2 separate regions of the Astyanax mexicanus genome follow, and region 1 is linked to region 2. The links are chromatin contacts, called in public Hi-C maps. All regions are on one chromosome and are shown on one strand. The core of a region is the stretch at or near the end of the contact, and the rest is flanking DNA. Distances in the headings are between cores, read along the strand shown.

The links. A called contact is a pair of places that touch in the nucleus more often than the background predicts.
Region 1: a Hi-C map of muscle shows a contact between it and region 2, with 19 times the contacts expected there. The contact joins the enhancer-like site here to the promoter of slc44a1a in region 2. A contact is called at or near these places in 3 of 3 Hi-C or Micro-C datasets (blood and muscle).

Annotation. Positions count from the first base shown.
Region 1 is chr25:22,440,804-22,443,503 of AstMex3_surface, reverse strand. It overlaps abca1a (ATP-binding cassette, sub-family A (ABC1), member 1A), which reads right to left. Exons shown (of 48, transcript XM_022667239.2): 9 at 1,156-1,396; 10 at 606-745. Among protein-coding and RNA genes, the nearest start is that of abca1a, 30 kb to the right of the region's middle. Within about 2 kb of position 1,318, the one cell type or tissue checked has an H3K27ac peak away from gene starts, as active enhancers do.
Region 2 is chr25:22,391,357-22,394,066 of AstMex3_surface, reverse strand. It overlaps slc44a1a (solute carrier family 44 member 1a), which reads left to right and starts at 1,331. Exons shown (of 16, transcript XM_022667240.2): 1 at 1,331-1,661; 2 at 2,661-2,710. The coding sequence starts at 1,638.

The DNA of each region.
Region 1 (2,700 bases), core at 69-2,568, 49 kb before region 2:
TGTGTCCCATGATTTTTGTCATGTCCCATTCACTGTAAACCCACAATCTCTTCACCTACAATTATATATTTCCAAAACTCAATCAACTATTTTGAGTTATGTGAACATTTGTGGTTGAATATACATTCAAACTGAGGTCTACTTTTCTATTGGCTTTTGGCGTTTCTGACCCTCACCATCAGTGTGTAGTCATTCCCCCCATGCTATCTTATAATACAAGATAAATATAAGATCATGTAACATGATTAACTGCCTGGCCTCTACGTTGTAGGCTATAAGAGCAAGCAGCATCTGAGCTGTTCACTTTTTAAATTTTCACTATGAGTATTTATAAATATATCTAATTAAATTAACTTACTAAATATTTTAAGTCTAATTAACTCATTGACTCATATCGACTTTTAAAAACTAAGACAACAAATGACCTCAACTTATTTAAGTAAATTCAACTTATCCAGGACTTAAGAGTCACTCATCTGTTTGCATGGACAATTCTAGCCAGATGCCGCCGGTCACGATCATTACCACCCACTCCACTCTCTATTCAATCCTGGTAAAGTGTATATTCTGCTCCTCACTCTCAGTACAGCAAATGCTTTGAGTACCTCATGGATGATCCTCTGTGTGGCCGGAGTGTCGGGTGTGTACAGGATCTTCCCCATCAGCAGAGGCTTCAGAGCTCTCCAGATCATACGGGAGACAGGGCTGGACTCCAGACTCTTCATCATGTTGTTACAGTAGGGAGCTGAGAAGACACAAAGATAAGAGAGGAAATAAAAGACTTGCACACATCTAAACAATGAACGATGTTTATATAACTGTAAAATATAACTGTAAAATGGTGATATAACTGTAGTACACTCATAGCTTCTCCCATGACTGAACATTTTTGGATCATGTCTTTTTCCACCAGTGTAACAGATGGATAAATAGATTGACGGATGGACCAATGACTCACACTCATAAACAATGGAAAAAACACCCTACATTTTCAGATATTACACTCATTATTAATACAATACAATGCACTCAGAAGGAATCAACTTCACTGCAATCCCACACTTCCTACTGGGTGCAAATATTTTTGCAACCATTTCTTCGACTGATAAGTTTGGCTGATATACAGTATAAAATATATGAGCTGTGGTCACTCACTGGACGTGTTGTCGTAGGCGGACATGGGCTCGGTCTCGTTGTCGTTATGGTTACCGAACAGGGCCTTGTAGTTGTTGTCTTCGTACCAGTTGAGGGATTTGATCTTGAGGCCGCCGCCCTCCGGGTGACCACAGACGATGCGGGACACGGCCTGGTACATGTGGTTCGGGGAGCGCGTGACGTTACCCGTCAGGTACAGGATCTCGTTCCGCATGTCCCGCCAGCTCTTCATACTCACCAGCTGTGAAAAGAAAAAAACAGAGGAGAACAATTAAGATACATTTACTATCACTTATTTATTAGTTAACTGATTTCTATAATTCAACCATTGGATTGCTGTGATATTCCAGGTGGTTTCTATGGTATTATGGTGTGCTATGGTTGTTAGGTGGTTGGTTTGGTTCATCAGGTGGTTATTATCATTTTGCTTAGTGGCTGATAATAGTTGATAAATTGTTTCTGTTGTACCCCAGGTGGTTTCTAGGGTGTTCCTAGATGCGTGCCTTTGTACTGCAATGTGGCTGCTGTGGTACTTCAGGTGGTTGTTATGGTGTTGCCAGCTGGTTTATTTGGTGCTGCTGAGGGGTTGTTAGATGGTTGATAAAGGTGGTTTCTAGGTTGTTCCTAGATGCTGCTTAGTGGCTGATATGGTATCCTTGGTGGTTCCTATGGTCTTTCTAGTTGGCTGCTTAGGGGCTGTTGGGTAGTTGATAAAGGTTGTTTCTAGGGTGTTTATAGATGTTGCTTAGTGGCTGATATGGTATCCTTGGTGGTGTTTCTATTCAGTTGCTAACAAGACTTTTAGGTCTTTGATAAAGGTGGTTTCTAGGGTGTTCATAGATGTTGTTTAGTGGCCGATATGGTATCCTTGGTGGTTTATACGGTCTTTTTAGTTGGTTGCTTATGGAAGTGTTGATACATTGTTTCTGTGGGATCCTAGGAGGTTTCAAGGGTGTTCCTAGATGGCTACTTTTGTAGTGCAAAGTGGCTGCTCTGGTAGCCCTTGTGGTTGCTGTGGTTCCACTTCAAAGCAGTTGTTAGATGGTTATTGTACATGGTTGCTATGATATTTCATGTAGCTGCTATGGTTTTAATAGTTGTTTTCTATGGTAGCTGCTAGGATTCCCCAGCTTTTTTTGCTTTTAGCATCCCAGAAATGCATCTGACTCCCCAATTGATCCCATGTGTGTTTGTTTGTTCATTGTCTTGGATGAGTTAAAATCGACGGACCGAATGTCTTGCTGGGCAATTGCCTGTACAATGATCTTATCTGAAACGAAGGGAACTGAACTGATTGTCTTTCCAAATGAAGAAAAAACTGGATTGCAAAATAAGAACCAGATGAAACAGGTTTCCCAGATGTTGACGAATGACCAGCAAGCTGTCCAAAATCTCCAAGAACTGTTTGTGGATTTCTAATTGAATAAAGAGAATGAGTGAGAACAAGCAGATAAAGGATGAATGCGTGTTTATTGCATTCCTCCTCATTACTGTAACGGGTGAACGAGGACACAGGGGTGAGCTGGATTAAGTGAACCGGGTGGA
Region 2 (2,710 bases), core at 82-2,581:
AGTGATCAATATGGTCAATCTTGCACAGTAGATATATCAATATTTTTTTCAATTATACTAAAGCATACCACTTAAATCATTTAATATTCACTTAATATGCACTTTTTGTGTAAATATTTTTAAAAACTGACAGAATGTGTGAATATCCAGCAGGTGGCGCTGAAGTCCTACAATAGGAAGGCACACATGGGCTAACAAAGGATGACGTCATCTTATTATAAGTTCTGTGTAAATATGGTTAAACTCAGACTTTTTTATTGTGCAAAATCATATATAACATATGTTAAATAAATATATGCGCATGTACTAAAAGTGAAATACATTTCAGTATAAGTTTTATTATGCATTTTGCAGCACATTCAATATTTACATACATACTGTATATACAACAGCCCATAATACTAATAATAGGCATATACTATACTACTATACATATATAATACTAATAATACACTATACAATGAAATTTTACTGTGTTAATCTTCCACTGACACACGAGCTATTAACAAAAATAAATAAAAAGAGTAGAAGAACTATAAAACATAAATTATAGACTATAAACATACAATAAAGTATTAAGCTAAATATATAAGTTAAATATAGACAATGTACTATAGGGAATATACAATAGGAAGTAGACAAGTAATATATTTAAATTGGTAATCTGCACAAAATAACAAGAGAGTAAAGTAATGTGTGCACAGTAAAGCGGAAGTAAGACAATAGCAATATGTAGTGTATGTGTATTTATAGACCAGCAAGTTCAGTGATGTGGTTATATATATGTACGTGTGTGTTACATATATGCATATATGCAACAGACAGCATAATAATATAGATTTTATTTTTTATTAAAAGTATAGTTTATACAGCATAATAATGCAACAGACAGCATAATAATATAGATTTTTATAAGTTATAAGTATAGTTTTATACAGCATAATAATGCAACAACATAAAAATATAGTTTTATAAGTTATAAGTATAGTTTATACAGCATGATAATGCGACGGTTAAATGTTTATATGTTTTATGTGATATATGTTTATAAATTAAGGGATTATAAGTTTTAATTGTATTTTTTTAGCATATAAAACCTTATTGTTAATATTATTGTATTTGTGGAACAGTGCATTAATACTACACTAACCGGTTCACTCACACAGCTCAGTCAAATCTGCCGCCGCTCCGCCAATCCCGATGCGCTGCTACTGAACCGGTTCAGGATCTGTTCACACTGTGACCGCTGCTCCGCTTTAATCTCAGGCAGAAGCAGCAGCTGATCCTGGATCAGCCGGTAAACTCAGACCTGCCCGCCTCCCCCCGCCCTCCCTCCCTCTGCAGCCTCACCGTTCAGGAAGTTATTCCTCACCGTCCCCAGATCCGGAGAATAGAGGAATCCGGAGTTAATCCGGTTTAAACCGCGCAGATCTGAACGCGGACGGGATTCGCGCAGTGTTTTATTACTGGATCTATTTATTAACGCGGTGCTGCTGCGGTCTGAGAGCGTTTATTACCGGATTTAAAATCCTGGAGCTGATTTTCCTCCATTCCAGACCAGCCAGGCAACTCCCCGCTAGTTTCAGCATCTGATTCTGTTTAATTCGGATTATTATCCAGATCAGGAATCTGCTGCGATGGGATGCTGCAGCAGTGCAGAGGTGAGCTGAACCTGGCGGACTGCGCGGTTTTACAGGGTTATGATCTTCAGGCTGTTTTAAAAACGCCTGTGTTGTTGGTTGGAGGGTTTGGTCTTGGCTCCGCCCTCTTTTAGAAACGCTGGAGTTTTATAATCTGAATTTTTCGCTTTATAGGGAATTTTTAATGCTTTAATGTAGAAATACCAGGAGGTAGCGTATGATAGATAATATATCGCTGTTTGACCATTAGCTCTGGAGTTGGGGGTGTCACAATATTATACTTTGGATTTGATACTGATACAAAGTGCACGGTCACAATGCTCGATACCAAACGATACTATGGCAAAACAAAGAAAATGCAATTTATATATATATATATATATATATATATATATATATATATATATATATATATATATATATATATATATATATATATATATATATATATATATATAAAGCTCTGTGGAAAAAACAAATAGAGACCACTTCAGTTTCTGAATCAGTTTCTCTGATGTTGCTATTTTTAGTTATATGTTTATGTAAAATGAATATTGTTGTTTTATTCTATAAACTACATACAACATTTTTTTACATATCACCTTGCTCTAGTAGTGCATGATTACATACATACACAGAGGATGCAATACTGTTTATATCCATATCAAAATTATATTGCATCGACCGAAATTAAGAAATATATCATGATATTCATTTTGGCCATATCGTTCAGTACTACGAATGACCTATGATATGCATTAAAATTGGTCAAATAAATAATTGTGATGAACAAAAAATAATATTTGCAATATTTTTTAAATATAATAGCATCATTTCTTCAAAATGTATTATTACTCTATTTCAATTATGAAGAATATTCAGGCATTTGAATAAAATAAAAAAAATGTACCATTTTATTTTAACAAAGTGGACATGCCTTTTGCGTTATTTACACTCATTGCTAAGTACACTCATTTACACTCAGTGCACATTTTAAATAATTCTTGTGTTTCTTGACAGAAAAAGGTGGACTGGAAGCCTCTGGAGGAGCGGCGGTGCACTGATATACC